4 separate regions of the Mus musculus genome follow, and all the other regions are linked to region 4. The links are chromatin contacts, called in public HiCAR-type, HiChIP or PLAC-seq and promoter capture Hi-C maps. All regions are on one chromosome and are shown on one strand. The core of a region is the stretch at or near the end of the contact, and the rest is flanking DNA. Distances in the headings are between cores, read along the strand shown.

Region 1 (2,700 bases), core at 134-2,633, 480 kb before region 4:
CTGTTATAAACACTTCACAAATGGGAAAATGATGTTATACGACCAGTGGCTAAACTAGGAAGTCACAAACATGTACAGACACAGACACTGATACGTGGTGGGGTGGGTGTAGCAGGAGGACACATGGGTTGGCAGACTGGCTTATTTGCCATGACAAGTTTGTGGAGGTCAGAGGACAACTTGAGGAAGCTGGCCCTCTCCTTCCACCGTTTGAGTTCTGAGGATTGAACTCAGTTGTCAGGCTTGGCAACAAAGTACAGTTACCAACCGAACCATTTCAACAGCCCCCGTGGGAAAATTATAACAACGAAGGCCAAGGCAAGCAAGCAGTAATAGAATGCATATACTGTGGAGACAGCAAGTGGCCTGCAATCTATATTAGTTTTCTGAAAGGAGTGAGACATAAGCTCAAATAAATGCAGGACGAGCCCCGCATATATAGACAAGTGGGCAGCATTTGCTGAACCTTCGGAATGCTGAAGGTTTGGGGCCTGGAAATGCCATCCATTTCTATGTCAGCTAAACTTGGAAACGTTTCTTTAGTACACAAGGCTCCCACCAACACCACAAAGTGACCAGTATATTGGAGAAATTTCTCTTAAATGCAGTGTCACTTAAAGAAACACTAACAGGTAAGGGAGGAGCTGCACTTTGGGGACAATAAAGAAGGTAATTACAAGAAACCAGGAGTGGAACAGAAAATTATGCAATCTTACTGGGAGAGAAAATGCCCCAAACCAAATCTATTTTTAAATGGTATGAAGTACCTTTTTCTATAATGACCAAAGAAAAATCTAATTTTTATAAATCTCATGCCCAATATGAAGCTTATAAATGTCTTTTTGTATTTGTCAGAATTTTTAATCATTTTAAGTGCCACATGGAAAATAACTGCAATAACTATACCTTAACCTTTCAAATACCAGATGAAATTGCAAAATGCATAGAACTCTGCAGACTATATTAATGGCATCTTTCTAGATTGTTCTGTGGATATTAGGAGGAAATTTTCCAAATAGAATGCAGGCATTTGAGATGCGAAAATGGAGATTAAAAGGTTTTTTAAAAATTGACATTTTAATTCAACCCCAAACCCAGGAAAGTATTTGTCACCTTAACCTATATTCAAGGCCCAAACTATCAGTTGTATTTAAATTCATTCTTACCCGTGAGAAAACCTGAGGTCATGCTGTAGAAAAACCACATGAACGGACTTGTCCAGACTCCCTGGGAAATCATTGTGCTGGTCTGTTTGGTGTGAGGGTCTCTAGCAAACTCAGCTTGCCCGGAGACACTGTTTTCTTCCAGAAGGAGGCTGTGTGTCCATCCTAGCCATCTCCCTTCAGGAAGCAGATGCTGGTGCTGAGGTCAGAGTTGCAATGAAGCTTGAACAGTTCTGAAAGGGGAGCTGGCCCAAATGCTCAAAATGGGCGGGCTTTGCAGCACCCTCCTTTTTGCCCAAACCCAGATATTGCATCAAGGGGAGTGGCCTGTAAGAGTTCCAGATAACTGGGGAACTTGAGACATCTGCCTGAGGGAGACATCTGGGCATCCAGGCTGTTGTGAAGGCCCTGGGTCTTACCAGTGAGCAGCCAGGATTATTTTCCCTACTCATCAAGTAGCTTCCACTGCCAAGCCGCTCTCTGCCTGTTCATTCAAGCTGGGCGCTAATTGGCTGTTTGCGTATACACACTTCTGGAGAAGCGGGGAAGGTAAATGATGACCATTACTACTGTGTTCTACAGTGCTAGGGGCTGAATACAGGATTTTGTGCAAGCTACGCAAGCACTGCCACTGAGCTACATCTCAGCCCTGTTGCGTCCATTAGAAATACCATTTTCAAAGTCAAACATAAGCCGGGCAGTGGTGGCACACGCCTTTAATCCCAGCAGTTGTGAGGCAGAGGCAAAGTGAGTTCCAGGACAGCTAGGGCTACACAGAGAAAGCCTGCCTCGAAAAACCAAAAATAAAAAAGTCAAAACATAAAGAATAATAGTTTTATATTTACAAATCTGCAAAAAGAAAATCTAGGGCATAATAAACTTGACATCTTGACTAGAAGAAACCGCAAATGGACATTAAAAATGTGAACAAGATTCTTTACCAAATATTTTTTTAAAATATTGAATCCTGAGCCAGGCAGTGGTGGTACACGCCTTTAATCCCAGCAGTTGGGAAGCAGAGGCAGGCGGATTTCTGAGTTCAAGGCCAGCCTGGTTTACAGAATGAGTTCCAGGACAGCCAGGGCTACACAGAGAAACCCTGTCTCAAAAAAACAAAACAAAAAGCAAAAAAGTATTGAATCCTAAGAATGTACTACGGAAAATTAAAAGTAATTTTAAAACTTTGAAGGGAAATCCTGCAATAGAAATTGGCCCCTTAAATTTCAATTCCTTGAGGACTTTAGAAACCCCAATGTGCAAATTATAACAGTAAAACGAACACCAGTTTGAGAATAAACATTGATTCTTTTTTTTAATAGAATGTTTTTTGGTTCCAGTTTTGTAACTTACTTGCAAGATAATTTTGGGACAGCCACTGATTCATTCAACAAACATTCACTAGGAGTTTACTATGTGCAAAAATCTGAGAATTCACAGTTCTTATCCTTTCCCAACTGATAAAGATAACCATGGCATAAATAACCATGGGGTAATATTGAATACAGTGAAGGGATCACTGGGGATACTGGAGTAGAAA
Region 2 (2,700 bases), core at 74-2,573, 390 kb before region 4:
ATCAAGCAAGCTGGGTTTTATCTCTTCTTCCAAGTTGAACCACATTTCCCTGCAGTGTTTCCCTCAGGAGACCACGCTCAACCCATCTGTGAAGAGTTTCAGTGTCTAGCCGGCTCCGGCCTGGCCGCTTGCTTTGGCCATGAGTTATTTTTTGGCAAAGGTGCAAAATAGGAAAATATGGCTGGCATAGGCCCAGGAAGTCGTAGACCTGGGCACGAGGAGCTTCAGCACCACGGACACAGTCAACTCTGCTCAAAGCCATTTCCCGAAAAGAGCCCGCAGACTTGGCCCACTCCGCGCCTGCCCCCTCACCCTCCCGGCCTGGTGTGAGACTGTCTAGGAGCTCCTCAATCCTCGGGACGGGAAGTTGCTCCTGCTCCTACCAGAGCCTGGTGACAGCCTGGGTAGTGACGTGGATCTGCGCAGCGCCCCCAGCTGCCCCAGGAAGAGTGAGTGTTCTTCCTGCCAGTTCCCGCGACCCGTCTTCCCCCATGAGCTAAACGGTCACACACTGCGTAAAATTCTAAACCTAGAACCAATTCCGTCAAGAAAATCCGCATTTTGTTCTACGTGGATAGATGAGATGAAACTGACTTGCCAGAGCCTCCACCTCCACACTCTGGTCCTTCCTCCCTATCGAGTCAAGAAACAGGAAAATCTCAACCCATCTAATCTGGAGTTCAAGACTCAAAAGACACAAGACAGGAAAGTGATGGCAAATCCAAAATCTTTGTCAGACTCCTAAAACCACCCAGTAATTTTTCGAAAGTTGCATTCGCAATCACTCCTATGACGCCACAAGCACTCGCCGAGCTTGTGTGGGCTCCGGGGCCAAAGAAGGGACAAGCCCTGACCTTCATCATGCGACTGGGGTTGGGCCCACACAAGCAACTGTGTCAGGCCCGAGGATGGTGCTGACTATCACCCCGCTGTTCCTGTTCTCCAGGACAGCAACGGGGAGAAGTGGGCACTGGATGGCTTTTCTGGCGTCCTGCAGAGACGCGCGCTCCACCGAGGTCTATCAAGTAGGCGGGGCGCTTGACGGGAGCCTACCTTACCCCAAACGAGGCGCCCTACGGGTCACTTGCCACCGACGTGGGGCTCGGTGCGCTCCCTCTTCCCGACGGGGCCAGACGGCTGAGTCCCGCACCGCCCGCTGCTGCCCACCCGCCACCGGCTCAGTTACCTGGAAGTCGCGGCTAGGCCGGTGCGCCGGGGGCACTAGCGGACTCCCGCGCTCCTGGTCTGGCCTCCCTAGCCAGCTGAGGCCGCCGCGCGCTCGGCGGGGACCACTGCAGCCTGGACTGCCAGGGGCGGCCAGCAAGGAGAGGGGCGCCAGACGCGGGCACTGCGCCTGCGCTCTCCGCTGCCCCAACCCCCCACCGCAGGCGCTGCGGGAGTGGAAGACGGCAGGAGACCACCAGGATGTTTGCTTAGACCTGGGGACTGGCCCTCCCCGAGAGGCGTGAGCGTCCCAGGCAATGGAAGCTGCCAACGCCCTGGGGCGGAGAGTGGGGGCAGGCGGGGTTGGGGGGGGTGGGGGGGGCTCTTAGAAGCAATCGACTGCCAGCCAGGGTGACTAGGTCCTCTGGGAAGAGATGAGGAAGCATTCTCCATTCATTTCTATCTGGTTGTAAGAACTAAAAATTATTTCTTGATATTTGAAGTGGTGACAGTATCGATAAACCTTGGGACAGAATAATCTTGGGATATCCCTGAGTCCTGACCGTTTTACCCAGGTTTTGCAAGATGGGAGAAGTCTTGACAATGCAAATGTTTGTATACCCCAATCCCCAAAGCTAAATGAACACACTCTTAAAAACAAACCAAGTCACCAAGGCAATGAGAGTCCAGGAGACAGGCTGGAAGACCATGACTGTAGATTAGGTAAGAAACAATCAGGCCTGAATTATGGTGCTAACTATGGAAAGACAAGTGTCTTCTGCCAGATTTTTCATAGTCTGTTTAGATCCCTTTCTGTCCTGCTCTGACTCAGGACTCACCTTGATGGATGAAGCCAAGTGTCTTCTAGCTTTTGGATAGTGTGGGCAAGTGAGAGACACATGGGAAACAGAGTTACTGTTATCCACGTCTTCATCTCAAAGTCAGAACCCAAATCCTCTGGTAGAGTTTTGTGTTTGCACACCTGACCACTAGCTGTCCTCCTCCTTCAATCCTGGATGGCTCCCAGAGGGTTCTTTTACATATCACATACATATACAAACACAAACATACACACACATATACACATACTCACACGCACACACACAAACACACATATACACACATACTCACAAGCACATACACAAACACACACCTTAATGGATGAAGTCAACTGTCTTCTAGCTTATGGATGGTGTGAGTATATGAGACACACGGGAAACACATACACACATATGTACACATATACACACATATGCATACAAATACAAACACACACATACACACATTTACATACAAATACACACACATACATACATACATATGCACACACATACCATACCAGCTTTTGTTGTGCAAACCTTGTTCCTTAATTTGAAACTATTGGTTGAATAAAGATGCCTATAGCCTGTAGCTGGGCAGAAGAGAGGTTGGCAGGGCTTCGGTTCCCTGGCTTGGGGTCTGAGGCAAAGACCAAAAGGAGAGAGGAGGAAGCCCCCATGGGGTAGGTGGATTGAGAGGACCAGCCCAGTTGGAGTA
Region 3 (2,700 bases), core at 5-2,504, 320 kb before region 4:
AGATCACGACTACAAACATGTTGATAGAATATCAGCTCTTTATCAGAGTCCCACACATTCGATAGATTAAATTACATATGACTATGGCTTGGAGCCCGCACCGTCTTTTAACAAGGCAAGCTAAAAACAGGCTCTGCAGAGAACACAATAGGAAGTCAATCAGAGGCTAGTAAACGAGATACTTTGCTGAAAGGACTGTCACGAATTCATACCAAAGTTCCTCCAGTGATGTGGAACGCACTTTGCAACCTTTGGGATACATTCCAGAGACAATTGAGGTACTAGCTAGCTAGCCAGCCCTCAAGACTATAAACAAGTTTAACGTTTCTAAGGAGATATTGAAAATGCAGCTGCCTCTGCCAATAAAAAAAAATTGAGTCAGCAATGAGGCTGATGACCTACAAGACCAAGAATTCACTTTTGTAGTGCGGAGTTAATAAGCAGGCGGAAGGTTAGGAGAGCCTTGGTCAAGGACAGCTTAGGTAGAGAGCAGCAGGGAAGGAAGGGGTCAAGATCTACGCCTGGCTATTTCCCTTTCGGCTAGGCTCCATTATTCGCACGTCCATTTGAGAACCACAGAAAGCAGTCCTAGGCTGTGGGAGAATCTGATTGCTCGCAGAGTCTATCTTCACCGTGTAGCTTCTCCTTTCTCACTAACTAGCCAATGCTGCCGCCTTATGCAAAGCTTGCACCTCGGCGAGAACCTGCTTTACAGAGGCAGGACGACGCCAATCGGCCTGGAGCGGTCACTGTTTCCTTTTAGCTCCGCGGCAGGCAGGGGGTTCGTCCCAGTGCTCGAAACCTTTTCAACCTCGTTCTGAAAAAGCGCCTCATCAATAATAATAAACCGCGCGTTCAATTCTAGCTTGGAGACTCCCGCTAACCGGGGAGGGAGCAGGGCTCGGGGGCGCGTTGGCACGGCTCACCCCGATAACGGGCGGGTGTGGGCGGCTGGCAGCCTCAGGGCGGGAGCGGAGCGCGGCCCCCGCCGGGGAGGGGCCTCGGCGGAAGAGCCGGGGGCGGACTTCTTCCAGGCTCTTGGAGAAGCTCTAAAAATGGCGGGCGGCAACCCAGCGAGCGGGTCGCGCAGGCGCCGCGGAGTCCGTCCTTCCGCTCGCCTGGGGCGGCCCAGGAGCTGTCCACAGCGCCCTCGTCCAGACGTCTCCGCGGCTCGCCATTGGCCGAGCGGAGCAGGAGCCTCGCAGAGGGGGGCGGTGCAGCCACGCAAAAGGCCACGTTTCCCGCGCCGCTGCTGCGCGTGCGCGCCCCCCGGAGGCGAGCGATGGCGCGCGGCCCCGTCCGAGGGCCCCTGCTCGCGCCTCAGCTCCCTCCCCTTTCCGGGCAGGCCCGTCCTGTCAGCGGAGCAGTGAGCAGCGCGGCCAGCAGAGGGCGGTCGGGACCCGAGTCTGCAGCGGCGCCATTGGCGTGTGGAAAATGCCACCAGATGGCGGGTTAGGATTGCAGCTCCGTTGAAGGCGCGGCCCCCGCTCCCGAACCCCCGGCGACCACCCCGTAACCACCCCCCCACCTCGGGAATAACACACCGGAGACTTTTGGGGGGAAACTAGGTCGACGGCCGACAGCGCCCGGATGGGCAGCTGAGGTGAGCGCGGGCGGCGGCGGCGGCGGCGGGGGGCGGGAAAGGGGGAAATGCGGCGGCGGCGGCGGCAGCGGCGCGGGGGCTGGAAGCGCCGATCCAAGATGGAGGCCGGGCGAGAGCTTGGGAGCGCGAGCGGCGAGCGGCGGGCGGGCGGGCGGGCCGGCGCGGGCCCCGCGCGGGGGAGGGAGGCCGCGCGGGCCTGTGCGCGGCGCGGCGCGGCGGCTGCAGGCGGGCGGCCGAGCGTCCGGGACCCGCTGTGGGCGCGGCGGGCGCTCCGCTTCCCTCCACCCCTCCCCGCGGGCCGCGAAAACGGTGCCCCCGCCCGCCCGGGCTCCGCGGCGGTAGCGCGGAAGCCTTTGTGGCGCGCTCGGGCCCGCCGCCAAGCCCGCCCTCCGCCCCCCCGCCCGGGCTCTCGGGACTCGCCCGCGCCCGGGCCAGCCTAGGCGGGCTGGCGCGAACGCCTTCCGCCGCCCTGCGTTTCTGCGGTGCTTTGGCGGCGGCGGCGTCACATGACAAGGAGCTCGCTTCTGTCGAGGGTCCTGGGGGTCGCTCAGCCCAGACTGCTGTCCCAGGCCCCTGCTTTGCTGGGGTGGGGTAGGGCTGAGGACCTGGGCCGACGGGACGTCGCAGTCCTGGCTTTCCCGCTATCCGCCGTCCGAGCTCCGGGTGAAACGTGTCCAGGCCGGAGCACTGCCCCGCTAGTTTCCCAATCCCCCGGGAGATGAGGCCAATAAAAGTTGTTTTTCCTCTTCCCTGAAGGTGGGGGGCGGGATGAAGAGCTGGGAAACCCGAGTGCTGGGAGCTGGACTTGGAGGGGTCCGAACCGAGTGCTGTTTGTGTGTAGTAGGGACCACAACATTTTCTGGTTTTCGGATTGTCACGTCACCCGCTTCTGTCTACGTTAGGATTGTTACTGATTCTTTCCACATTGCAGACAGTCGTGTCCTGGGAGTGTTAAGCTCTGGGGTGGTTTTGGAGCCCTATAGACCCCAAATAGTGCAGTTTGTGGTAGCGAGTTATTTGCTGTTGAAGTTGGTGTTAACATGAGGGGCATGTTTATTCTCTTCTGGTTGTGCTTAGAGACAGCTATATTTTACATC
Region 4 (2,700 bases), core at 45-2,544:
AAATAATAAAAAATGTGGGACAAAATCATGGCAGAAACAGTGGAGACAAAAAGTGGAACAGGAAAAATTTTTAAATGAATTTGTTTTACAGGTATAAAATTGACCAGCCCTTAGGCATACTAACCAAAACAAGACTCAAATCAGCAAAACTACATGAAATAGAAAACATTACAACAGATACTAATAAAATCCAGATGATCATTAGGGAAGATTCTGAAAACCTACACTTATGCTGGGCAGTGGTGGCACACACCTTTAATTCCAGCACTCAGGAAACAGAGGCAGGCAGAATTTTTGAGTTTGAGGCCAGCCTGAACTACAGAGAGTTCTAGGATAACCAGGGCTATGAAAAAAAAAAAAAAATCCTGTCTTTAAGAAATTTAAAAATAGTGGAAAACCTACATTCTGAAAAGCTAAAATGGATAAATTCCTAGAAACATGATCTACCAAAATTTAAATCAAGCCTTATAATAAGAGCCAACACGATCACACAGTGGGTTAAGATGTCTGCTGCCGGACTTGACAACCTGAACTTGATCTCCAGAACCTACATTGTGTGGAGGCTGGGGCCTCAACCTTCTGCCTTAGGGTTACTACTGCTGTGATGCAGCACCGTGCAACTTGGGGGGGAGGGGGGGGAGAGGATTATTTGGCTTACTCTTCTTCCACATCACTGTTCATTGAAGGAAGTTAGAGCAGGAACTCCAGCAGGGCAAGAACCTTGTGGCAGGAGCTGATACCGAGCTTAAGGGTGCTGCTTACTGGCTTGCTCAGCCTGGTTTCTTAGAACCCAAACCACCAGCCCAGACATGGCTCCACCCATCATGGGCTGGGCCCTCCACTTTGAATCATCAATTAAGAAAATGAAGGCTTGACTACACATGGAAGCATTTCTTTAATTGAGATTCCCTCTTCGCAAATGTCTTTAGCTTGTGTCAAATTAACATAAAACTAGGCAGCACAGTCCCCACTTGGAGATAAAGGGGAAATCTTTAATTAATGCACAGCTGTAGCCTCTAGCTATTGCTAAGAGAGGCCCAGCCTTGTTCAAGTGTTTCATGGCTTATAAAGGGTTAGGCATTCTCATAATCTTGTGACCATTTTAGGATGGTCTTTATCCCTTGCCCCAGAGAGCCTCCCCCAACCCCAGCTAAGCAAGTTTAATAGAGGCTGAAATTTGCAGGTTCTAGTTAAGAGAGTTTTATCTTTAGCATGCGGAACTTGCTGTGTGAGGAGGAGCAGATGTCACCCTTTTCTGAAGGCACAAGCAAGTTTACAAAACCAGGTTTACAAAACCAGGGGTTGGTTCAGCTTTGCTGTCTCAGGTCAGAGCCAGTGCTTATTGTCTTCTTATTCATATGTAAACTTTCCTAAGTAGGCTTGTTAATCACATAAGCTGCTATAGCCCTTAATGCTTTCCTTTTGGAGCCAATTGATTTCATATAAGCCTCATTAGAATTCTGCATTAGAATTTCATATGAGCACTAGAATTCTGATGCATCGGGAGCCAGACATCCAAGGGTTCTCCTGCTGTGTTAGTTACCGGTAGGTGGGTTCAGAAGTCAATATCATTTGTAATTTTGTAACTTCTGTGAAATAATGAACAGGTCTGGGCTGTTTAAAAATGCAAGGTGGACCCAAAAAAAAAAAAAAGTTTAAAAAAAAAAAGCTTAAAAAAAAATGCAAGGTGGAAATAGACTCAAAATAATCTGGAGGAAAGGCCTTGCTAAAAGCGTCAGCCAAGTCTCCCGATTTCAGTCTTTTAGCAGTTTAACCACATCTCTGACCACCTATCTATTGGCACTGCACATCATTGCTCCTTTAAGAACGCAGCCCTTCCTTCTCTGCTCTTCACAGATTTAGGCTTCTTCTGTCCTCCAGGACGACTTCAGAAAGGGAATCCACAAGGCTCTGTGCTGTTCTAAAGCTTTATCTGCCTCTTTCCTGAGCTTGGCTAGACCAATCCCTGAAGTGTATTTCTGAGGAGACAGTTCCTCCAATCCTCAGCGCTCTCAGTTCCATTGTTGAGGGGATGAGAACAGGAGCTCTTTTCATCCTGCCACGGGCTTCTACAGTAAAGTGGGAGATTAAGGTGAGCTGTATCCGCTGTGGGCTCGTGGAAAGCAGAGTGTAAAGTCCTGTACAGTTAGGAGGGAAGCCTGTGTTCCACACAGAGTACGACGGCCTGTCTCTGCCCAGTTCTTAACTAGAAACAACTTGGTTCTGTGTCTGTCTAGACGTCAAGTCAATGATGTGATTATATAACTTTTAACATTCCCATAAATACTTCCCCGAAGGCTTTGTAAACAACACAGAGCATGTATTTATAATATAACCTTTCAATGTGAGTTCTTGTACCCATTTCCCTTTATGAGAAGATCCCCTACATCTAGGCATACGAAAAATGCTGAGTTCACTCTGCTCTTGGTATTTCTAAAACAGTTTGGATGGCCTGTAGGCATAAATTTTCTACCATCTACTTTTTTTCCCTTTTTTTATTTGGTTATTTTACTTATTTACATTTCAAATGTTATCTCCCTTCCACAAACTCCCTATCTCCTCCCTCCTCCCCTTGCCTCTATGAAGGTGCTCCCTCACCTGCTCACCCACTCTCCTGCCTCAGCACCCTAGCATTCCCCTACCCTAGGTTATCGAGCCTCCATAGGACCAAGGGGCTCCCCTCCCATTGATGCCAGATAA

The links. Promoter capture Hi-C pulls out the DNA fragments that hold promoters and counts their contacts. HiCAR-type assays count read pairs that join an accessible place to other places. HiChIP or PLAC-seq counts read pairs in DNA pulled down with a chosen protein or histone mark.
Region 1: a promoter capture Hi-C map of embryonic stem cells shows a contact between it and region 4, with 5 times the contacts expected there. The contact joins the promoter of Il20rb here to the enhancer-like site in region 4. A contact is called at or near these places in 14 of 39 promoter capture datasets (the 3T3-L1 cell line, the C10 cell line, cranial neural crest and 7 more), 3 of 115 datasets of contacts at active chromatin or transcription factors (embryonic stem cells and large pre-B cells) and 3 of 9 other capture datasets (adipose tissue, embryonic stem cells and liver).
Region 2: an H3K4me3 HiChIP or PLAC-seq map of embryonic stem cells shows a contact between it and region 4, with 14 read pairs. The contact joins the promoter of Slc35g2 here to the enhancer-like site in region 4. A contact is called at or near these places in 5 of 39 promoter capture datasets (the C10 cell line, cranial neural crest, hematopoietic stem and progenitor cells and 2 more), 1 of 484 Hi-C or Micro-C datasets (bone marrow-derived macrophages), 4 of 115 datasets of contacts at active chromatin or transcription factors (embryonic basal ganglia and embryonic stem cells) and 3 of 9 other capture datasets (liver, macrophages and pancreatic islet).
Region 3: a contact with region 4 is called in a HiCAR-type map of embryonic stem cells, with 3 times the contacts expected there. The contact joins the promoter of Stag1 here to the enhancer-like site in region 4. A contact is called at or near these places in 2 of 15 datasets of contacts at CTCF or cohesin (the NIH/3T3 cell line and large pre-B cells), 1 of 484 Hi-C or Micro-C datasets (cerebral cortex), 14 of 115 datasets of contacts at active chromatin or transcription factors (the 230-238 cell line, acute myeloid leukemia, bone marrow-derived macrophages and 8 more) and 4 of 9 other capture datasets (adipose tissue, embryonic stem cells, liver and 1 more).

What each region holds. Positions count from the first base shown.
Region 1 is chr9:100,485,090-100,487,789 of GRCm38.p6, forward strand. It overlaps Il20rb (interleukin 20 receptor beta), which reads right to left and starts at 1,384. Exons shown (of 7, transcript NM_001033543.3): 1 at 1,167-1,384. The coding sequence starts at 1,239.
Region 2 is chr9:100,569,762-100,572,461 of GRCm38.p6, forward strand. It overlaps Slc35g2 (solute carrier family 35, member G2), which reads right to left and starts at 1,324. Exons shown (of 2, transcript NM_001101483.1): 1 at 1,187-1,324.
Region 3 is chr9:100,642,194-100,644,893 of GRCm38.p6, forward strand. It overlaps Stag1 (stromal antigen 1), which reads left to right and starts at 1,255. Exons shown (of 34, transcript NM_009282.4): 1 at 1,255-1,603.
Region 4 is chr9:100,962,502-100,965,201 of GRCm38.p6, forward strand. No RefSeq gene overlaps it. Among named protein-coding and RNA genes, the nearest start is that of Pccb, 71 kb to the right of the region's middle. Within about 2 kb of position 1,295, at least 16 of the 459 cell types and tissues checked have an H3K27ac peak or open chromatin away from gene starts, as enhancers often do. A contact at or near this core is called in embryonic basal ganglia and embryonic stem cells, where this site is marked.